4 separate regions of the Mus musculus genome follow, and regions 1, 3 and 4 are each linked to region 2. The links are chromatin contacts, called in public HiChIP or PLAC-seq and promoter capture Hi-C maps. All regions are on one chromosome and are shown on one strand. Each heading gives the region's core, a stretch centred on a gene start, on an enhancer-like site or on the middle of the called end of the contact. The rest is flanking DNA. Distances are from core to core; before and after follow the strand shown.

Region 1 (5,594 bases), core at 926-3,425, 510 kb after region 2:
ACAAATGGCAAACACACCAAAGTAATCTCTGGGTGAACTCAGAAGCAACTATTTGGGCCCTCAACTATGTCTGTAAAATCGCTTTGCTGAATACTGTAGCCTATTGTTGATTGAACAACTGGGAGAAGGCATGTGTATATGTGGCTCTGCCTTTCCTCCATTCCCTAAAGAGAATGACAAGCTTGTGCTAATCAGAAAGCTGCTTAAAAAAGGAAAGTCTGAGGAATGCTTAGCCAAGCCCCACGTCCACACATCATCAACTCATCACACATTCCTAGGGGATTACCAGTGTGTTCTGAGGAAACCAAGCAAGAGATAAAAACAGATGATAAGAATTTGAGTTATTAATAGGATAATGAGAAAGAGATTATGAAATTTTTAATGAATTATTCATTTGATTATGAATTATTCATAAGGAAAAGAGAGACAGACAGGAAGAGTGAAAGAATGTTGGGGAAGGTCCACAATTAGGGTCTTGAGGATGAGCCAGAGAGGAAAAGGAGCATGATAGGAAGTAACCATGACAGAGTAGGCACAGAGAAGGCAAGAACACACTGCACTCCACTCAAAACACTGAATTGAATCACCTGCCAAAATGAAGCCTAACTGTACTTAGTGACCTTTTACCTACTGTCTCCCCTTCTCCTTCTTCTGTATTCCTGGCCCTCTGCTCTAACTGTACTGGATTCACTGTTCCTTTCCCCAGTATCTCCTCATCAACTGTTCCTCACCTTCAGTTTTACATCTTGTGTTCATCCTTTGTTTGCAAACTCGGGCTAAAGACATGGAATGCTTAGCTAGGTATAAAAGAACAGGCTGTCATTTATTCATTCACTCATTCACTTACTTGATTTCTCATGGAAAAAATGTGTGTGGAAGTCTGACTCCACCTTATCACTTGGTTCTGAAAACACTGGAGAAATTTCAAGAAGAAATTTCTATTTGAGTTCTCAAAAAGGGTCTCTGAATCTAAAATGTGGACAAAGTGAGGACCACATTGGGATGAGGGGTTGAGGTGACTCAAAAGAGTGGAGATCTGATTATGTCAAGAATTGGAAGCAGGTAATAAGAACATGCATATCCATCTCTAGAAATTCTTATTCAATAAGACCTCTTCATATTTGTGACCAAAGTCAAGGAGAAAGAAAATATCAATGCTCATGACCAATTTCTCAAAGGCATTGCTCAGTACAGTAGATTCTGTATTTGGGCATCCTTTTTTGAGGCTGATGACAGCCCAATGTCACTTGCCTTTCTTACATGTATTCACTTTTCCTAACTACTGCTAATTATCCACAATGCTATGTGTTTTACCTTTATCGGTCAGTGGATTGCTAAGACCCTGATAGCATACCCATTCGCTGTCCTTGCTCAAATACTTTTAGCATGGGCAGAGGAGAAGCCAGAGATTATCAGTAGAATATACCTTCCTTCTAGCCATCCATTTGACCTAGTACACTGCACATTCCTTTACATACCTGCTGATCAGTTGACTAATAGTCATTTCTTAACATTCAAACTTCCTGTTGCAGTTGTTCCCTAGTAGAAATGATATTCCTCCAGGAAATCAGGACTCTAATACTGATCTAATCTCAGTACTGGCATCAGTTCTAGTCTCAGTTTTAAAACTATAGGGATTTGTTCAAGGCTGCTTTTACATTTTAATAACAAGGAAAATAATTTTCAACAAAGGAAACCTGAAACTCTACACAGGAATACATCATTCATCAGGCGAGTCTAGGCTTTAGGGGCAGGATGCTAATTTTGACCCCCACTACTAGTGTGAGAAGAGATGAATTATCAACTCTAGGCATTGTTTTCATCTTAGAGTCAGAGCTCTCTATTCTGTGGAATTTGTATAAAATCTGACTTAAGAGTTGCATGAAAGAACTTATACGAGGTGACATTCACTACAGCATTGCCACCCTCCATGTTGATTTCTAATGTGACATAAAGTTCTCAGTAAAAAGAGACAGCCCTTGTCCTTCTGCCCCATCTGGGCTCCCCTTTCTTCCTCCCTCACACATAATCCTGAGTGCCCTCTGGGAAAGATAACCTAGGAAACCACAAAACAAATACAGAAGTGTTTACATTTTCTCAGTAGCAAAAATAGCCAGAGTTGACTGGTCTTTCTCAACACTCCTTGATGCATGACTAAGAGACTTTTGAAATGTCTTCTTAAGTTTTCCTACTAGGGATATTGGTATTTCCCCACCATCCCACTCCTAGCATCTGAAGAGCTGTGTCATTTCTCAGAGGACTATTCAGGCCTTCCTATGCAGCTATTCCGAGAAATGAACTAACCTCTTTAGCACAGTGAGATGTGATATGCATAAATTTTAACACTGGGTCCTATCTATATGGAGTGATATAGCGAAATGGGAATGGAGACAGTGACTATACAGATGGAGGAAGATTCTCAGGGTTGTTAGAGGGAGTACTATAAATGGAGAAAGGTGATACTGCACTGTAACTTGGCCTTGAATCTATACAGAACTCTCATTTACACTATCCCCATGGGCTCAACATATATCTTTCATCTTCTAGGCATTTATTTCCTCATTCATGAAATTGGAAGGACTTTGAATCCAGCTTCATGTAGTTAAGTGAAAGAGATGACAAATGATAAGTGCCTTGGGGACAGTGAACACTACTAATTTTCAATAGAACTTCTTTTGTCTCTGTTCCACCCCAATCTATGTCCACACTGAACTAGATTCTTGCAGAGCAAAGAAATAGCCCCAATTTTAAGTTCCTCCCTGTTCACACATTGGCTGGAGAATGTCCATTACATTGGACATGCATTTTTACTGTTTATTTTACCTGCTTGCCAATGGGTGTTTAAAAGATTATGACTGCCCAAGTAGGTACTGGGTACAATATACTTGTACCAGTGAAATAAGCATTGTCATGGTTAATCTTGGTTAATCTTCATAACTGGATCTAGAATGGCAAGTCTCTGGGCACACTTCTGGGTGATTTTCTTGATTAAGTTAATTGAAGTGAAAAGGCCCATCATAAATGTGTGGTTTCTGGATGGTGGCTGAGCTATAAGGAGGACTGGTGGAAAATCTTCTGTTTACATCTTCTTGGCAAATTCATCTCTCTACCTATGAGTTCATTTGCCTTGTTGAACTGCTGCTGCTAATTGTTGTTGTTGATGTTATTGTTATTGTTGCTATTGTTGTTAACATGGGATCTCAGCATCTTTCACATTCTAACATGAAATAAAGGCCATTGGCTCTCCAGGAATCACCCAGGCCTTTCGCACTAGGTTGAGATTGCTGAGGCATCCAGCTCTATCAACTAAATAGTTTCCATAATTTCAGCATCCCTGGAGTAAGGATTGTCATATTTGTACAACACACATATATGGGTTCTTACCCTCTGAGTACCCAGATAATACTGGTATTCTACCAGTAAAACAGAGAAAGCCCCATAGGGTCTTTCACTACTACCTTGGAATTTCAATGTCAAGCAAAGAAATCAAGAGCATCTTTAGAGCCAGACTTTACCTACCAAAGCCTGGCATACAACTGGAAGGATTATGACAACAGCCATAGTGGAAGTGGTCTCAGCATTGTAGTCATGGTGAGGTTATCTCAAGGCCAAGTAACCCCTGCTCCCATAAATCATCCAAAGGTTCCTGTTTTTCTATATTTAGTCTCTTCTACATAATATCTGAATGTTAGTACATTTCTAGTAATTAGTCTAAGTTCTGAATGACACAAGTCCAGTCTGAGCTCTTTTGATGAACCATGTCTCATGTCTCATTTGCCTCTTGGCTGTAGTGGCAAAGATGACTTGTATCTGAACTCTTGACTTCCAGGTGTAGATACATGATGAGCACCACTATTAAAAATAAAATAAAGCAAGCATCCGAAACAAAAGAAAATCAAGACATAGCCACGTTGAATCAATCCTTCCTTCACAACATTTCTGTGCTTTGCCTGACTATTTGGAACGTTTTTTAGCCTGTGAATATCAATAAATAAAAGATTATAACAGATTACTCAGGGATATGATTCAGTCCAGTCTAGAAGGAGGTCATTAGCAAAATATTTTCAAATTGTCTTATTCTTCTGTTTGGAAAAACTAATACTTAGATATCTGTAGTCACAGTATACTCTCTATTTATACATTATTCCAGACATTTATTCAGCCATTGTTTGCTAAATGTCTGCTAATATAACTGTATCTTGTGTGTGTGCACGTGCATGCACACACACAGGAGATACAACCCTCACCATTCATAAAAAGTATATAGTGTGTCTCTGAATTACCTCCATAATCTACATATAGCCCTCATTCAACCAATAAGAGGCCACTAAAGAGTGGTAAAGTTTATGGAGGGAAATTGAACAAGTGGGAACAGAGAACATCTTTGTAAAGTGGACCCATCTGACCCTCTGATAAAGTGTTAGCTCAACTATCTGAATGAAGAGAGATGGAAGACCATGTGATACTGGCAGAGGAAATAAGAAGTCCAAGGATCTGAGCTAGGGAGATGCTTCACAAGGGCAGGTCAGTGGGGAGATCTTGAAGTGGAGAGACTAAGGGGGACACCAAAGAGGCTGCGGGGTGGAGCCTGTATCCCTTGTAAGGACTTGGTATTTAAAGAGAGATAAGGATATTACCTGCCCTACGTTTGAGGTTAAAACTTTTTACTGAATAGAATAAAATTTTATGGAGAAGGAATGCATGAAGGATGACTGAAGAGTTTATTGCAATATTCTGTCTATGAGAGAGAGAGAGAGAGAGAGAGAGAGAGAGAGAGAGAGAGAGAGAGAGAGACTTTCCCAGTATAGGTGTTTGAAATCAACATGTGTAAAGGAATGTAAGAGGCAGAAGGATTGGGCAGAGGGAGGCATTGAGCCCAGTGAAAGTTGGTCACTGCTAAGGCTTAGCCACTGCCCCTGGGAGCCATACTACTCAGTAAGACCTTATGGAATATCTGAAATGAACATAAAATAGGGCTCAGGCCTATGTAGCCCTTCTACAAACAATACTGAACAATTACAGCCCCTGTGGAAGAGCATGAGCCTGACTGAGGTAGTTCCCTTTGTTGTAAGTCAGTTCCTGAGAAGAGGCTCAGTAGGAGCCACCAACAAGGAGCACTGCTAGTACCTGGAGAAGTGAGAGATCTGGACACACAGAATCCTTTGGATATCTCTAAGTGACCTGTCATGCTCTGCTCCCATTTCTTCCCTTCTTCAGCTCATCTAGAACTGTTTTCCTGGACAAGTGGCAGAATCTTTTTCTCTAGGACAAAGGCTAGCTTCTTGGCTACCACTGAAACTTGCCTATTTTTATTTCTTCATAGTTGGCTAGATTTACTGCTTCTCCTGGTAGCCTCTGTGTTAGGACAACTTAGACTTTCATCACCCCAGTCACCATGTCCTTCTACTGGGTTTGCCAGTTTACTGTCAACATAGGGTAGATGAGAACCAACAGACCAAATTTATTCTTCCCTAACCCTTCATGATAGAGCAGCCTTACCACGTTCTAAAATTCATATTCATTTATCCTACAGGGTGGTGGTCATTGCTTTTGTTTTCTAGTCTCTTTGTCAAGAGATGTAATGTGAATGGGAG
Region 2 (5,536 bases), core at 359-2,858:
TGAACTCATTATTCTTTCGTTCTTTTTCTTAAAATGTCTATATGTCTGTGTGTATGTATGTGTATGCATGTATGTATGTGTATACATGTAAGTTAACAGTTTGGTCATTCAGGACCTGTGGGCATTGAAAGGCCGCTAAGTGGAGAGTCATGGAGAGCCTGGAGCAGAGGGCTGGTAGGATTTGGCTGAGGTTCTGAACACACGTTGTAGGATACTGTCCTTCAGTATACAGGAGGTGCAAGGGAAGCTCCCACTGAGGAAACTACTAGTAGAGTATCACAAACATCTAATTGAGGGTGGGAACCTTGCAGATATGAGGAACACTTGGATTCAGATACACTTGAATGCAGGTCTGGTAGCATGTCCGACTTGAGGATGGTACCAAAGGTGCTGAGCTGAGCCTGGGAGAATGGTGTGGGGAAGACGGTATAGGAAGGGCTGCAGTGGGGAGAGGGGACTATAGAAAAGTGGCTTGATTTTGATCTGCTTAGTTTGCGAGGGTTCTCATGCCTTATGAGGTTCAAGGGAGTCATTTGACCTGGAGTCCGAAACAAAGGATCAATAGCACCCAGATGGTATTCACAGCCAGGGTTTTGCCCTCAGCACCATCTTAACTTGTAGCTGTGATCTTTGGGCAACTCAAGTCATACTTATTTGCTCTGATGAAAAAAGACCAGAGAAACACTGTATTTACCCCAAAGCATGAGGATAAAGGGGCTCTGAGTATGAAAATACCTTGTAAACAACCAAGGGCAATTCAGACTGAAACGCAGCAGAGGTTGCGCGGTACTGAGAATGAAGAAAGAGCATCAGTTTGGTGATCCAGGCAATGAGCCCTAATGCACTGTACACAGAGAAATGATTGGTAGCTGTGGAGGTATATACTGCCATCATAATCCTTCTTATTCTACTACAGCCCAGTCTTTACAGGACGTATATGTATATATACGCATATGTATATATACACTGTATTATACATTATACTTTATGCACACTGCTATTATATACACATGTATTACACACACACACACACTCACACAGCTCTCCAAATTTTACAAGACCTTCACATACGAGATCTGTTTGAGTTGCACATCAGTCTTGCAAGGAAGAGAGGATAGTGATATGGGAAGTAACTGATCTGAGAGGACACCTGGTCGGTAGAACATTCTAGTAGCCGGTGAGAGCTATGTAAACATGGAGATCCTCGTTCCAGAGGCCAACCTGAATATGAACAAACCATTCCCACCCAGAACATTCACTGAAAAGAAGGTTATAGGAGGGCCACAGTCACACCCCCTCCAATCCCAACCAGGACAGCAGTCTTCTTGTAACTTCCGGTCCCCAATACCCAATTCTTTTTTTTTTTTTTTTGCTTTTTTCGAGACAGGGTTTCTCTGTGTAGCCTTAGCTGTCCTGGAACTCACTCTGTATACCAGGCTGGCCTCGAACTCAGAAATCCGCCTGCCTCTGCCTCCCAAGTGCTGGGATTAAAGGCGTGCGCCACCACGCCCGGCTTCAATACCCAATTCTTGAAGGTACGGGACCTTTAAACCTATCGCGAGACTGTGATCTGCGCGCTTCTAGTTGCCAGGGCAACAGCGTTCTTTGAGACAGCGGTCTCCTGCTGCCTCTTTCATCTTCACAGAGGAGGCGGTGGCGGGAAAAACCGGTCCCCTTCGAAGGGAAGTGGAGAGAGTCAGTGTCTAGGCGTCCAGCTTTCTTCCCCACCGAGAAGTTGAGGGGCCGCACGCACCACGGGCAGAGGTTGGTAGCCGCTGGCCACGGCAGAGGGCGAGGTGGAGGTGTGGCCTGATGTGCCAGAGGAGGGTGAGAGGGCGGACTCTGTCCCCGAGGGCTGTGGGTGTGGCCTGTTCGCCCAGGCCAGCATGGGGTGGCCACAGGGGCGTGGCTATGTCTGGGAGTCTCAGAAGCTACTGCCCGGGCAGAGGCGTGATCTCTGCTGAAAACTCTTTCTGCATTAGTGCATCCTTACGAGCCTTCTTCCCACTGAGGTCTGGAGCACTAGTCAGTAGCATAGTCCTTAAAAGTGGCACAGGAAAAATGAGACTAGAGAGAGGGTTTGTAAACATTGATCTGGGACTTAGCTTTCCCAATGGAAGAAATGTAAACCAAACGTATAGGTAGATACCTTTGGGCATCCACCAGCCTGGGGACTATGAATAGGCCTTTCAGACAATAAGACAGGGAGCAAACAATCTGGAGACACAACCAGTTTTGCCTCATCACACCGGACGTGTACTATCTACACGAGCTGATCAAAAAATGTAATAAAACGTTGGCGTGTATGAGCAGTTATTTGTTACCATTAGAATCTGGTCACATCTCTACTTCACTGAATAGCATAAAGTAACTGGTATTTTAATTTTGATTCTTTTGGTGCACTGTGTTTCATTAAATGAGGAAATGTATAAAACAAAAATTTCTTTTTGTCCCAGTTTCCCTTTTTATTGTAGACCTCCATAAGACCGGGATATGATTACTAATAACCATGCAACAGAGTCAGAGAGCCATGTCTTGAAATCTTCTCTGCCAAGGAAACTAATCCATGGTTTTTCAGTTTTGCCTCAGGCAAATGTTTAAGGCAAGGGCAGAAAGCAGCCACTTTCTTTGCCAAATACAGGAATGTTCTGTCCTTCTGTCGCCCAGGTGCTAGTATTGTTTTCCCCTGAAATGGCCTGAGGTCCGTAGGCCTCTGCAGTCTGCCTTGCTCTCAGCATTATTGCCTTCTAACCTCCCACCAGGATGCTCTTTAAGCTCTTCATCAGCATCCAACTGCTTTCCTAGTCCAGAGTCTTATAAAAGAACGCCTTCAATTGACTTACAGCTTCAGAGGCTTAGAGTCCATCATGGCGGAGCAAAGGCACGGAAGCAGAAACAGCTGAGAGCCCACATCTTGATCTGAAAGTAGAAAGCAGAGCTAAGTGGGAAGCTGAGAGTCTATTGATACTTCAGGAGGCGCTTCCTCTGCCCATGAAATACCACTTCCTCCTAATCCTTCCCAAACAGTTCTACCAAGTGAGGACCACGCTGGCTTAGTATATCATTGATTTCTTTGCAAGCTATCCTTGCATTTCCTTCCAGGCCTTGGAAGATTGCATATTTTATATTGACTCATTACTTTTAAATTTTGCTTTTACTTTTATTAAAATGATATGGTCCAAATGTTAAACTGTGGTATAAAATTCAGAATGGAAGAAATAACTGAGCAGTTCCCAGTCACATCTTCTGGAGGCAGCCACCTTGAACTCTTAAATATTATGCTTTATTTACTATTGTTTGGATTTATCAATTCCTGGATTCCCTCTTTGATGTCCTACTTGGCTAGATTCTTCTACACCCTCCTTTTGGATCCTGTCTCCCATCCCACATCCTCAGGGAAGACATGGCAGTTGGTAAATCCATTCTCAGGGCACATGCAACTTGGTGCACATCGTGTGGCTGCTTTCTTGTACAGCTCTTCATTTTTCATATGGAGTTTCTGTGTGACAAGTGATTTCTTAAACACACAATACACCTATCAGATCCCATTTCAATGGTCTTTATTCCGATTTCTTTTCCAGATGGCCAAATACACAGATAGCCTGTCAGTTACATTTCCTGTGAACCGTGGTTTATTTAATTTGCGATGTTTCTGAGGAAGCCTAATAGCAGCCGAGCAGCCTTTGAAACAGATGGAAAGGTTTCCGGAGTCTTAGCTGATCCACATCATGGCTCGGTCCCCGTGCTTGGCCTTTTTTGAGATGTATTATATTGGCTCTGCCACATCCCTCCAGCTCCCCACTCCTCTCAAGCTGCAGTAAGTCCTCCTTGACAGGAAGCATAGGGCATGGAAAAGACATTTGGCCTTTTAGTGACTTACGCTTTTTGGTGGTGATGTGCCGGGGCCAGGGTGATCCATCATCCCACAATAACACTGTCAGGCCTCTCCTGAGTGAGCCCAGACACTTTTACAGAGTGTGAACAATGTTGACATCAATGCCTTTTTCAGTTGCCGAGTGGGAAGAGTGGACCGACTGTTCTCTGAAGTGGAAGCATCGGCACATTGGGCAGTTGGAGGGCAACCCTGTTATTCCTCAGTGTGTCCAAGAGATGCTTCAGCTTCTTCATGTTTGTCCTTCTTTCTGTGTGCAAGGCCTCTTTGGACTCTGAGTCTGTGTTCCACCGAATAGCACGAAAGACAAGCCACTTCGTAGAAGAAGGACATAACAAGCTAATGCTTCATGTAATGACGAGCATTTAGAAAAAATTTGGCAGGAGATATCCATTCATATTTAAGCTGGAATCTTTGCAGTTTCTTCTAGTTCACTGTGTGCATATTGTCCCACACTCACCAGGCATGTCTAAATCGGTCTCTATCAAGGGCATCTATCAAGAAGGATATGTCTGCAATCTTTGTCTTCTTCCAATTTAAGCTGTTCTGCCTAGTTTAAGCTAGCCTCACTTCCAAAATCCACACTAGACACAAAGTAGCTAGGGTCAGGACAAGTCTGTGATAGTGTCCTGCATAAAGCAATTAGGAGGAAATGGACACAGTACAGCTTCATAATGCAGGTCTGTCTTCTAGTTAAAGGATATAAGTTTTATTCTCTTGCGCCAGTCAGAAGTAGAGCTGTGGGTTTTCGGAGGGGAGAGCTGATTAAGAGAGGGCAGTGCTGTGGAGGAAGGGGCTCCAGGAAATGTGGCTTGAAGGAGAGAGACATCAGGGTTGGATGGGAAGACCCGCTGGCTGAGGCTTATGTGGAACAGGAAGACTGGAGGAGGGAGAGTCAGCTCAGGAGGAGGGAGACAGGAGACCTTAGCAAACCATCATGATGGAGCAGGTCTTGGCTGGGAGAGGTGGCGGGAGTGTTCTTGTGGGGAAGAGCGAGGACATGGCGTGTCTGTTTGTTGGCTTGTTTTCCCTGCATAGAGACAGTGAGACAACATTCACATCTGCCTTCCTCCCCAGTTGCTATCAGCATCTGACTCGTAATCCACGTATGTAGGATTCCTTTGATGACATTGCCGAGTGCGTATGTGTGTGACTTTGGTAGTGAATAGGTTCTCAGTAAATGGATGTAAGCATAGATTGACTCGTAAGCCATTCAGAGCTCTAAGTCACTTGCTTCTTTTGGCTTGGTTTAGGATGCCAATGGATATTATAAAGGGGAACCTAGACGGAATTTCAAAACCAGCCTCAAGTTCAAGATCACGTCCTGGGAGCCGAAGTTCAAATGGTTCTCTGGAGGTGCTCACACCAGAACCAGGGTCTGTCAAGGTAATCTGCTTGGAAAGGGACTGAACTCTCGGCCACTACAATTAGCACTGTACAAATGGCGTTGCTGTAGATTGTTCATAAAGAGCACATGCAGTTCTTTTGTCTCCCCTCTTGTTTCTTATTGGGTATTTTTAAAAATCTACGCCAAACTTTGCTAAGGTTTATGCGCTGTTTGGCTTCATAAGGAAACTTTGTATTCCAATATCTAATATACACCCACTGGCATCTACTGTGAAAATGATCCAGTAGTAAGAGATA
Region 3 (6,130 bases), core at 2,852-5,351, 560 kb before region 2:
CCTGTCCCTCCACCTGTCTGCTGGACAGTCCACCCAGGCCCTTGAACACACAGGGCAAGCTCTCGGGCTCTCTGGCAAGCTGCTATAACCAGATGCCAGCGATCTACTCTCACCCATTCTCTCGTCTCGATTTGGTGACTTTTGTAACATCAGGCTCTGGCCCTCCTGGATGAAGATGTCTAAGCAAATCCGCTTCTTTGGATTTAACAGGTAGTTTAGAAGTAGCTCGAGTTTGTGTATCTGAAAGGGAAAATAGGAGTGAAGCCACAGCACGACCCACCAGCCTTCTTGCTGTGCCACACAGAGCCCCACTCTGAGCTACCATAAGCCCTCATTTTCATACTGTCCAATCTAAGATAGGAATAGAGGTTGTTTCCAAAGAAAGTCTCTACACCGACTTGCTTCAAAAAATGGAGAGACAGTTCTTGACTCTGCCTCCAAATGCTGGGGTTTGTAGGTGTATTGTTTATGAAACAAAATCACCAATGTTTGATTTACCTATGGGGACTCAGGAGCCAGTCGCTGTGGTGAAAGCCTGCTAGCTCAGAGAGGCAGAGAAAGCGCCCAGCTGGTGACCCAGAGGGAAAAGCGCCTTCTCCTTCTCCACACGGTCTTCAATCCCCTTGACTCGCAGACCCTCCTCTCTCTTCCCTGCCTTTTCTTAACTTCACTCCCTGTCAACTGGTGGCTGCTTTGCTTCTTCCCCTGTCACTGACTTCACTTAACTCTTCTTTACAGAAAGCTCTTGGGTTAAATGTGTGTGCTAGGGCTGAGCCACACCACAAGAAACAGGTTTTTCCAGGTCACACTCTCAGGGGTCACAATGTGAGCAAATATCTCGCAACAAGGCATGCACCAACACACAAAATTCATCGCTCCGAGTGCCTGATGAGACCCCAAGCTTGACAGGCTACAGTTACGTGACAATGGAGGCAGAAGGAAAAGTCCAGCTGGAACTGCCCCTCAAGGCTCCCAAATCCTTTCTCCCCAGACAGCTTCTAGCTGTTTCCTCTTAAGTGTTACCCACTTTCACCAAAATGTCCTCACAACCACTTTGAGACATCTTCATGTTCCGGTGGCTAGGTATATGTCCAGACTTCAGGAATCAGCCACAGGCAGAATAAAAGGAACTTGTCAACTCTGGTCTGTTTCACTGCCCTGGACATATAAACTCTTTCCTCTCCTCTTCCCTACGCCAGGCTCTTGCCCTTCCAGTTCTTGTCCTTTATTGACCCCTTGTTAAGAGATTCCTACTTGGCCCTCTTGCTGATCTCCTGACTGGGCCAGACCAGGTAACCCTTCCCACCCCCTATCCTGACGCCCACACACACGGTGTAACACACACATGCCATAGCACCTATCAGACCCCAACCCCTAGGCTGTTCTCTTTCCAGCTCAGAAGGTTCTAGATTATACGGACTCCACTTTCTTCACTGTAAATGGCTCCTTTAAACTGGATGTAGGTTAAAAGGCATAATAATTAAATAATTACTAAGTTGAAGAAATGAGGTATAGTGCTGAATCATACTGTAGAGCACTTTGTATTTAATAAAAAGTTTATTCAAATAAGTTGCTGCACATTAATTTGGAGTAAATATAGTTCCTCAACTCATTTTGCTTATAGGTACAATTTACAGGACATTAGAAATTTAGTTTCAATATTCCTAACACTATGCAATTATTAAATGGGTTCTTCCGAGGTATCTGTTAGAAGAAGTAACTTTGTAGTATTATCTTGTCAACTCAAGTAGTAGTAAGTTAAATACAGTAATATATCTAGTCCATGTAATTAGAGTTCATAATAAATTAAAAACTAATTCATTAACTGCAACCAGCTTCAACAATCTGTATCTGCGGAACCCTGAGGACTATGCTGTAGGGAAGAGCCATCAGTAGAACTTATGATGGTCTCCTAAGAAGAGAGATGCTAAGGAGAATTAGATGGCTGGTGTAAAAGAAGAAAGTTTGTCAAGCTTGTTTATTCAAGCCCCTCTTCCGAGGGTCTTGCTGTATAACCTGCAGCTCACTACATTGACCAAGCAGGCCTGGAGCACACGTGCATCCCCTTCCCTGGATATCTAGAGCAATCGCTAGGATGACTGACTGACAGGTGTGTACCACACCCACCTTCATTTCCTAGCTGTTTTCCCTTTGTAGGTGGAGACAACCTAAAAACTTCACAGCTAGCTATTGCACTACACATGACCATGAAGCTGGGGTGGGATTGCAAACAGAGATGAAAACTTTAGTTTGGTGAGGAAGGCTGTCACTGCCAGCTATCCAGGGCACTGTGAGGAAGGTGTGTGTGTGTGTGTGTGTGTGTGTTGGGGGGGGGGGGGCGGGCGGGGTGGAGAAGCAGCAGCAGAAGGCTGCAGAGTCCTGCCTCCACTCCTTAAGCAATGCTTCTGCTAATGGCACTAGGATGTCTTGAGATACCCAGGGCAAAGAGAATAAACCTTTAAGCCTGGTGGAAAAGCCTGTTTTACTTCACTTCTGAGGCCAAGCCTGCCTGCCGCTGTTCTCCGATCCGCTGCGCGGAATCATCTGGAAAGGGACGGTAAAAGGATGCTCCTAAGCCCTCCTAACAGCCGCCCAACGCCAGGACCATCTTCTGTGCTATAATCGCCACGTGAGGCAGTACAATCACTACAGACCTCACCTGATGACTGTCAACCACAAGAAAAGCAGCACAGACCAAGACAGAAAAGCAGCTACAAATTGTTTTCAGCCTCTCTCTCCTCTCAAGGTTCTCAGTAACTCTGTCTGGGCCGGGCTCATCTCTCTCATTCCACTCAACATATATTGATGGTCTGCTCGGGAGAGCCACTGTGCACCTGCTAATGTGAACAAGGAACCCTGGAGTTTTCTCCCCAATCTTAAGACAACCAATCTTTACCTGGAAATAAAAAGGATAACTGCATTAAAAGCAATTTCTAGGGTTAAAGAGATGACTCAGAGGTTAAAAGGGAAAATTACTCTTCCAGAGGACTGGAGTTTGGTTCCCTGCACCAATATAAGGTGGCTCACAACCGCCTGTAACTCCAGGTCTAGGGGATCAAGGCTCTGACTCTCGATGGGCACCTAAGCTCATATGCACAAGCCCCCCCTGCACCACATGCACACAATTAAAAAAAAAAAGGGGTTCTAGAGAGGCAAGTGTGGTGGCAGTGGGCCTGTAATTTCAGCATTTCGGAGCGGAAGTGGGAATGTTGCTGAAAGCTAACGTTACACAGGGCTACAGAGTGAAACCTAGCTTTTAAAAAAGGCGGGCGGGAGGGAAGGGCTGGAGCGGGGGGGAGAAAAAAAAAGGAAAAAAGGGAGGCCAAGCACTGAGCATGGTGACACAAGCCTTTAAGCACTCAGGAGGCAGAGGCAGGATCTCTGTGTGCCCCAAGCTAGCCTGGGCTGCATAGCGCTGCATAACCTTGGTAATCGCAAAAGGGGGCTGGGTCAGAAATAGGAACAGGGACTCTCTTACACAGCCTAGTTGGGGTGAGGAGCAGGAGGATGTCAGAGCTAACCGGACGCCGCCCCGACATACAGATTTCGTCCTTCTTAGTCCTAGCATATAGACTACAGACCCCCCGGCTGGTGGAGGTGTGGACACCCACCTGCGGGCAAGCCGCAGCTCGGCATCGAGTGAGGCTGCGCATCGCACACCGTCTTAGCACTGGCCATCGTAGCCGGGTGGCTTGGCTGGACCCTGAAAGTGCAAGACGGATATTAGCAGCGCCAGAGCCCCGCCACGCCAGCCCGCCCGTCCTTCCACCCGCACACATCCCGCAGAGCTTAACCCCGGTGCCGGCTGCTCCCATCCGCCGTTCTCTCCGCTCCCTTTCAAATAATGCTCCGCAGCAACTGCCCAGTCCTCGTTAGAGTCTGCCGCCGCGCTTTCAAAAGGAAACTTCCGGGAGCTGGGAGGGAAGGGGCGCGGCTCCGAGTCTGTAGGCGGCCCTGTTGTACGGAAGGCTGTCTCTTGTGCCTCGGCCTCGGGAGCCGCCATGCTGTACGGAAGGTTCGAGCAGAGTTGCTCCAGCCTGCTGGTCGAGGCTGGGCCAGGGACTCACTGGGCTGGCTTGAATGGAGCTATTGAGCCAAGCTGTCACATTCCAGCCAGAAGGCAGACACGTGAACTCGCCTAGCGTCAAGTCACAATCCTCTTTATTTGGTCTTTGATTGCTAAGGATCCTGCCAGGAATACAGGTGGCCTGAATAGAAACTACCAGGTGAAGAGCAGGAGAGCCTACTTGAAGGACACCAGTGGGCTGAAATAGCTAATGTGCTTAAAAACCCGCATGCAGATTTAATTACAAATTAAAGTTACTCATACAAAACAAGGCAGATTTTCAGTCGTCACGTTGAAAACACAAATACAAAAGGAGCAGCAGCCTGGTGCTGGACATTTAAGAGGGTGATGGGGTAAGGGGAGTATATAGAAGGGCTGACTTTAGCTCTGCCCTCTTGGAGCTTATAATCCAGAAAACACACTAAACAGACAACTGCAAACACACATTTACCATCCATGGGAAGATAATGAAGGGAAAACAAAGATGCTATAAGAGAGAAAAGCAAAGAACCAGTATAAATCGGAAAGACTGAGGTCCTAGTGGTCCACAGTGGTGATTCTAGCACTCAGGAGGCTGCCACGGGAGAATTGCCCTGTCTTTAAGGTTAGCCTAGGCTACATTCCAGGCCAGTAGGAGCTACAGAACAGCAAAACCTTATTTAAATAATAAGATTTAGGTGTGTTTGATTCAGGAAAGATAAGGAGTTGTTAATCTCAGGAACAATGAGAAGTGTTAAGTTTTAAGGTAGAAATGGATCTCCCCCCCCCCATGGTGACAATTTTGGCATTTTGATTTCTTTTATGAAAATGTGGTTTTGTTTTAATCCCTGGTGTGGGATATGGGGCTGCTTCAGACAGTTCACAGCAACTGACTATGATGTGCCTTGTGCTCTATCAGAGTGCGATGGTGTTATGTTTGGACTTTGGGAACTTTTTAGAGGGTATATAAATGCTAGGGCCCTGAGAAATGGTGTGGGTTGTTGGTTGCTTGCTGTTGGTTATGGTTGGTCACACTTTGTTAAGTAGTCATGTGCAAAGAAGAAAGAACAAGAAGAAATTACATACCCTGACAGTGAAGATCAAACTTGCCCCCAAGGAACTCAATGCCCCTAAGCAGCAGGAAGTGGTCTAAAGATAATGTCCTTTCTCCTCTTTCTTTTATTCTCTCCTATCTAGTGTTAGGGGGTTGAAAGGGTGGAGAGGGTGAAAGAACCCACACAGTAACCAATGACAGTTAACTTGCTCTCTCTCTCTCCCGTCCCCCTTTCTCTATCCTATCTTCTCTCTCCTCTCTCCTTTTTCTCTCTCCTTTCTCTATCCTATCCTCTGCCTCTTCTCCCCTCTCTCCTTTTTCTCTCTCCTTTCTCTATCCTATCCTCTGCCTCTTCTCCCCTCTCTCCTTTTTCTCTCTCCTTTCTCTATCCTATCCTCCTCTCTCCTTTCTCTATCCTATCCTTCTCTCTCCTCTCTCCTTTCTCTATCCTATCCTCTACCTCCTCTCTTCTCTCTCACCCCTCTTCTCTCCTTCCTTTACAGGTGCTCACTATGTAGTCCTGACTGTTCTGAATTTACTACATAGACCAGGCTAGCCTTGAACTCACAAAGATCCAGAACTACCTACCTATGATCTATCACAGAGATATATTTGTACCTTGGGAGTCCTGGGATTAAAGACATGGACCAGACTTTTTTCTTGGTAGAGCCCTTAAAGTCATTTTCTTCCTATTCTTTTGGTAACCATTTGGAATTTTCTATGCCTGCCCCAGTACCCAAATAATGACACTGAGTCTAATTTATTTATGAATTAATGCCTATGGGGTTGATTAATTAATGTGATGGGAGTTGGTCCGGTGCTGCTGTGTATTCAAATGCTAAATACTGGCCCCCAAGATGTGGTTACCCCCAATGAGCAGATTCTTACATACACGAATTATTGGTTCAATGAAAAATGGCTACAGCCAATTACTCAGGTGACTAGAAATAGACAAGAGTTTTAGTTACTGGGCTGGGGATTGCAGGCAGGGATGATGAGGAAGGAGAGGGAAGAAAGAAGAAGATGGATAG
Region 4 (6,117 bases), core at 1,548-4,047, 610 kb before region 2:
CATTATAGATGGTTGTGAGCCACCATGTGGCTGCTGGGAATTGAACTCATGACCTCTGAAAGAGCAACCAGTGCTCTTAGCAGCTGAGCTGTCTCTACAGCCTCTAGGGCACTTTCTTAATTAGTGATGGATGGGGGAGGGTATAGCCCATTGGTGGTTGTGGGCGGTATCCATGGCCTGGTGGTTCTGGCTTTTGTGAGAAAACAGGCTGAACAAGCCATGAGGAGCAAGCCAGTAAGCAGTAGTACCCTTCCATGGCCTCTGCATCAGCTCCTGCCTACAGGTTCCTGCGCTGTTTCAATTCCTGTCCTGACTTCTTACAGTGATGGACTAAGATGCGGAGCTGCAAGTCAAACAAATTCTTCCCTCCTCCCGTTGCTTTTGGTCATGGTGTTTTGTCAGTGCAATTATAATTCTAGCTAGGACAGAAATTGGTACCAGGATAGTGTGTGTGATAGACCTGAGCATGTTGTTTTGGGGAGGATTGTGGAAGGACTCTGGAACTTTGAACTAGAAGTCATTACGTTTTCAAAGCTTAGTGAGCTATTCTGTGGGACATAAAATTGTTGAGAGAAATGCAGAGGATGGAGGCCTGGCTTGTGAAGTTCTGGAAGGAAGTTTGAGAGTCACTCGAAGACTCTACTGGGGTCATTTCATATTTGGAGTTAAGAATTTATGGTCCTGATTAGCTAGTGCTGAAAAGTCAGTTCTGATTAACAAAAGACCAGAACCACTAAAGTGAAACCTTTGCTTTGACAGCAAAACTGGAGCTTTGAAATTGATGCTGGAGCTGAGAAATGAGTGTTGTTTGGGAAGAGACCAGCATCCCTGAGGTGAAATCTTCTGGGAGGTGTTTCCTCAGTTAGCACTCAGAAGCTGTGCTACAGAGATAGCTAAGGCTGCACTGTGCTGACAGCGGAACTTGATCAAGCATAAGTCTTCCAGGTGCTGCTGGTTTTAAAGGTACGAATGGGTCATAGAGAGTAGCTGAGACTTGACATTGTCAGAAGCCAAGAGAGGCAGGCTCTTGGTAAAGGGTCATGGATTACATTTAATGCCCCAGGATTAAAGGGGCCATGCAGAAAAGCAGAAGTTTGGCACCATGAGGAGATCCCAGAAGAGGCTACTAATAGAAGTCCAGCTCAGCTGCAGCAGAGACCCAGCATTTTGGAGATAACCAGTACCACGGGAGGGCCACCAAGAACAGCAGCAGCAGGAGGTGGTGCTTACCAGAGCTTAGAAGACAAGCTGTGTGGGCTGTAGAGGGCAGAGCTGGAGAAGTGACTCAAGCCCCTTAGAGGAGCCCAGAAGGTCATGATTAACCCTAGATATTGGACATTGAGTTATTTACTCTGATGGAGTGTGGGTTTGATTTGATTGTAACTGTACCCTGGTTCTTCACTTTTCTTTCTTTCTTAGAATTCCAGAAGGTGCCTAGGGGCTCCACTCCCTTCCTCCACTAAGGTTATTCATAGCAATACTTGCCCTTGGTATAGCATCTGACTCAGACACACTGTGTGTGAAACCATCACTCCTCAGCAATCTCTTAGGCAATCTACAGCAGTTGCTTCATATACATACATATCTAGATATCTAGATAGATATCTAGATAGATATCTAGATATCTAGATAGATAGATAGATAGATAGATAGATAGATAGATAGATAGATAGATAGATAGATAGGCAGGACCCAAGGCATCCCTGGAAATTATTCATTGGCTTCGATTAGGGAAGAGAGTTAAACCTAGCAATAAGAGTAGGTTAACCAAGCTCTTTGTTTGTTTGTTTTTTCCAGACAGGGTTTCTCTGTGTATCCCTGGCTGTCCTGGAACTCACTCTGTAGACCAGGCTGGCCTCGAACTCAGAAATCCACCTGCCTCTGTCTCCCGAGTGCTGGTATTAAAGGTGTGCGCCACCACTGCCCAGCAACCAAGCTCTTTTTTTTTTTTTCAGCTTTGTGCATTATGCCTTGAAGAGGGGAAGAAAACAAACTTAAGATGGCATTTCAGAATTCTTTAAAGTCTTCCATTGAAAAAGCAAATTGCCCTGGTAGCTATGGGTCATGCGTAACTTCAACCATAAGTTGAGAACCATTGCTTACAAGCCAGGTATGGTGGCCCATGCCTTTAATCCCATCACTCTTGAGGCAAAAGCAAGAGTTCACTAGTAGAGTTCAAGTACTAGTTTAATGCCTTCCAGGCCACCCAAAGCTATACATACTGAGACCCCAAGGAAGGGGAGAATGGGAGAGCGAGAGGGAGAAGGAGAGCGAGAGTGAGCGAGAGAGAGAGAGAGAGAGAGAGAGAGAGAGAGAGAGAGAGAGAGAGAGAGAACAGGTTGGGGTGTAAGTGTTTTCAGATTCATGAGAGCCACTAGAAGTAGGGCCAACCAATCTGCCCACCCAAACACCACCAGTCTTCCAGGTTTGGTCCTTACTCTTTTATCTCCTCCTAGCTGGAGTTCAAAGCCAGGAATCCCCCTGTCTTGCTGTCTCCCTCAAATATTAGTAGGGAGAGGGCGCGCAGTTCCTCTCCCTAGCTTCTACGAAACGCTTCCAAGGCCTGGCAGGCACAAGTCACTTGGGTAAGACCTGGGACATGTCCTGGGGCCGGCCTTCCTACCTGCTTCTGCTCCTCGTTTAGCCCGTTGATATCATCGTCCACAGGCAATATCGAGTGGGCCCGCCGCGGGACAGCGAGGGGCGACGGTGATGGCCGCAGTCTCCAACTGGAAACTCGCCGTCCCAGCAGCCGGATTGCAGTCGCCATCTCTGCGGTGCACCAGGAGCTTGGACTGGTTTAGCTTACGCTCCACCAATCCTAGTTTCAACACTTTGTCCAATCAGGGAGGGGGTGGGGCTTCAGTAGCCAATCGTTCTCGGAAGCCAGCCGAAGGCCTTGCTGCCCTTGCAACCATGCAAGCCAATCAGCCGAGAGGCGGCAGCCAGCCCTGGCTCCTGTGCTGGCTACCTCCCGTACTTGTTTCCTAAGTGTCTTTCTTGCATACAAGAAAGTATAGTAGTATCTCGTGTTAAGATTTTAATCTTGAACGGCACAAGACTATCTTTGTGGGAAAGCAAGTACTCCAACGCAGATGCCTAATGTGGAGGGATAAACTGTCCAAACAGATCTGGAGGTGTGAAGGTCTGTTAAAGAATCTTTTGTTCTAGAGTCCCCACTGACTGAAAACAGCAAAATTTGCTTTGTTATGTAATAGGTTTTGGTTCCTCCTTAAGCGAAAGAGGTTGCCCAGGATTCTCTGCCCTCGGATTCTGTAAGAACGTTTTCTTATTGGGGTGACAGGGCAGGAAGAGAAGAATGGTGTTTGGGGTTCCCTGAAAAAAATCACTTGAGTGAAGATTCTGCAAACTAATTAGAACTTTGTGATTGTGGGTGTTGGGCTGTTGCAGATTCACAGCCAAAATTATATTTGAGTATCTTTAGTTCCTTTAAGTAGCCGTTTATCTCCAACCCACCTAACTGACCCAGTATTCTTGACCATCAGGTAGGAAATTTTATTTTAAATTAGTTCACTAATCAGAGACAGGATCTCTATGTAGCCCTGGCTGTCCTGGAACTTTTTGACTTTGAACTCAAAAGAGATCTGCCTGCCTCTCTCTTACGAGTGCTTCCACTACAAGTGGATAACACCCACCTGGAATTTATTCATTTAGCAGACTACTAACTTGTACAAACCAAGAACATCTTGTATGTCATCTAAGTATGTCATCAGATAATATCAGAGATTTCCCTGGAGTAACTCACCGACCAGTGTTGGCACAAGGTCTTTGGTAAGTACAGTCTTTGGTTTTGTGGCTAAGAACATATCCTGTAGCTATTCCACACTGGAGTACGTCATTAAGGGCAACCCGAATTTTGCTCATGTCATGGTTATTCGTATTGGCTTAAAATAAACTTAGTGCCTTTGAGGGGAGATCTGTCTTTTGTGTCCAGAAGAAGAAAGACTGACAGGAGCCAGGCTCTTATCTCTTAATCCCCTTTCCACTTCTGTCCAGGAAGGGGGCTTTGAACACATTGCTTGGATCCTTGCTGTGTCTTTTATCACCTGAAAATGAGAACAGTGTTCCCCACTACAATGTCATCATGAGGCATATTCACTGGGCAGGGGGTACAGTGCGATGTAAGGCATCCACTTGAGTACCCAAGGCTTTGGTTCAACCCCAGCAATCAAAATTATAATAAAAATGATTGCATACTTAATTATATGGCATAGCACTCAGAGCCACATGCTCATTTTTAGTTGTCCCTACCACATCTGACTTTTCCTACCTGGTCTCACATTCTAATTTAGCCCCTCCCACAACTGGAAAGAGCTGCATTCTGAGCCCTCCCTAAAGATAGGTCAAAAACCAATCACAGAGCAGCTTCTACACCTATAATCTCAGCCTTTGGAAAACCGAGGCAGGAGGATTGGAGTTCAAAGCCAGCCTGGGCTACAAGAGACCAGTAAAAGCATAAAAATGAAAACACACAAAATCACATTCCTCTTATTTCTACTCTGGTTGAAGTGACTTCTTTAGATATTTTGAGATTGTCCTAGATCTCTTGAGAGACAAGAGAATGGGTGTAATGAAGGGTTTTACAGCTAAGGCTGCTCTGTCTCTCCTCAGCCTCCCCTCTACAGAATGAGGGAACCTTGAGTCTTCGTTACTGACCTCCGTGTGGGATGTGAAGCGTTGCTTTATAGGAAATATGGGCCAGAAGCTCAAAGAGCAATGAAAATACTTGTAATAGAGGAGGCTCTACCACCTCACCCCTATTTTAACAGCTTCTACACCAGTCTGTTGAGAATTTTATTTAAAAATATTGACAATACATTCGAATGCTAAAACAAACAAACAAAAAAACCCGAAAACCTTTAGCATCCCATCTTTTCCTGTTCCTTTTCTCTCTGGAAGTAACATTCGTATTCCTTTCTTTGGGTTATTATTATGGTTTCTGTGAGTGCAGCTCCTGTAGACTGTGTGACACTGTGCACAAGGAAGTTAGAGGGAAGCACTATGGAGTGGACTCTTTCCTGCTGATGAGAACAGAGGTTTTTTTTTTTTTTTTTTTTTTTTTTTTTTTTTTTTTGGTTTTTTCGAGACAGGGTTTCTCTGTGTAGCCCTGGCTGTCCTGGACCTCACTCTGTAGACCAGGCTGGCCTCGAACTCAGAAATCCGCCTGCCTCTGCCTCCCGAGTGCTGGGATTAAAGGCGTGCGCCACCACGCCCGGCACCTTAGGGGCCCCAAACAGCTTCCCAGACATCCTTGGGTCTCCTGCCGGGAATGAGAGAAGGGAGAGCTGGGTTCTTGTCTCCTCTTGACTGAGCACCCTGCCTGGAAGCTGCAGGTGAGGGTAGGGACTAAAGCCTCATGCTCCCTCTGGTGAGCCGCTTTGGGACTGGACCGTCTTACTTTCACAGCATAAATAGCTATTTGCCAATTTCAGCTCATCTCCCAAATGTTTTTAGGGTTCTGTCTTTAGAAGGACATAACCCAGAGCTTTCTGGCCAAGAGGATAAGATTCTGATGTGTTCACATTTTAATTTCAAGGATCAGAGGGTAGAGGGAGGAGAGAAAGCAAGTTAATTAGCAGTCACAGGTAAAACTAAACTACTCACGTTGAAACTTTGAAAGCTACCAGAGCTGATTGATTGGTGGGGCCTCTGCAACCTGCTAACCTATAAACCAGAGCGAATGTAGAAACAAGAGCTCAGCCTGTGAGGCTGAGGAGACAGATGGCTCAGCAATCAGTGCTGGCTGACCTCCCTACAGGACCTGAGTGCCACTCCTAGGACCGAAATGGCAGCTCACAGCTGCCTGTGACTCCTATTCCAGGGGCTCCTAGGCCTCTGGCCTCTGGCATTTTACATCTCTGCACTCATGTGCACATACCAGGCATAGGCACACACACACACATGCCCACAATTATAAATAATAAAAGTTTTTTAAAAAAGAAAGAAAGAAAGAAGGAAAGAAAAGAAAGAAAGAAGGAAAGAGAGAGAGAAAGAAAGAAGAGTTCTGCTTGTGGACTGTACTCTTCCCTGGATCTGCATTTTCCTTCTCTACCCTCTATCCTGTAGCTGAAGTGGGTTACTTTGCTTTTTTTATAT

What was found. HiChIP or PLAC-seq counts read pairs in DNA pulled down with a chosen protein or histone mark. Capture Hi-C pulls out chosen DNA fragments and counts their contacts.
Region 1: a contact with region 2 is called in a FOXA1 HiChIP or PLAC-seq map of pancreatic cancer cells. The contact joins the enhancer-like site here to the promoter of Fsip1 in region 2. A contact is called at or near these places in 2 of 115 datasets of contacts at active chromatin or transcription factors (pancreatic cancer cells and vascular smooth muscle cells) and 2 of 9 other capture datasets (adipose tissue and embryonic stem cells).
Region 3: an H3K27ac HiChIP or PLAC-seq map of large pre-B cells shows a contact between it and region 2, with 4 times the contacts expected there. The contact joins the promoter of Knstrn here to the promoter of Fsip1 in region 2.
Region 4: a promoter capture Hi-C map of adipose tissue shows a contact between it and region 2. The contact joins the promoter of Ivd here to the promoter of Fsip1 in region 2. A contact is called at or near these places in 2 of 39 promoter capture datasets (cranial neural crest and embryonic stem cells), 5 of 484 Hi-C or Micro-C datasets (the G1E-ER4 cell line, embryonic stem cells and regulatory T cells), 1 of 115 datasets of contacts at active chromatin or transcription factors (large pre-B cells) and 2 of 9 other capture datasets (adipose tissue and liver).

What each region holds. Positions count from the first base shown.
Region 1 is chr2:117,740,617-117,746,210 of GRCm38.p6, reverse strand. All of the region lies in intron 2 of Gm32210 (a long non-coding RNA gene), which reads right to left. Among named protein-coding and RNA genes, the nearest start is that of Gm32210, 38 kb to the right of the region's middle. Within about 2 kb of position 2,175, at least 39 of the 459 cell types and tissues checked have an H3K27ac peak or open chromatin away from gene starts, as enhancers often do. A contact at or near this core is called in adipose tissue and pancreatic cancer cells, where this site is marked.
Region 2 is chr2:118,253,028-118,258,563 of GRCm38.p6, reverse strand. Fsip1 (fibrous sheath-interacting protein 1) reads left to right here and starts at 1,608. Exons shown (of 12, transcript NM_001374672.1): 1 at 1,608-1,764; 2 at 5,146-5,278. The coding sequence starts at 5,147.
Region 3 is chr2:118,811,974-118,818,103 of GRCm38.p6, reverse strand. Knstrn (kinetochore-localized astrin/SPAG5 binding) reads right to left here and starts at 4,101. Exons shown (of 9, transcript NM_026412.3): 1 at 3,795-4,101; 2 at 3,612-3,703; 3 at 114-240. The coding sequence starts at 4,003.
Region 4 is chr2:118,858,674-118,864,790 of GRCm38.p6, reverse strand. Ivd (isovaleryl coenzyme A dehydrogenase) reads right to left here and starts at 2,797. Exons shown (of 12, transcript NM_019826.4): 1 at 2,624-2,797. The coding sequence starts at 2,770. It overlaps Gm39913 (a long non-coding RNA gene), which reads left to right and starts at 2,937. Exons shown (of 2, transcript XR_866660.2): 1 at 2,937-3,792.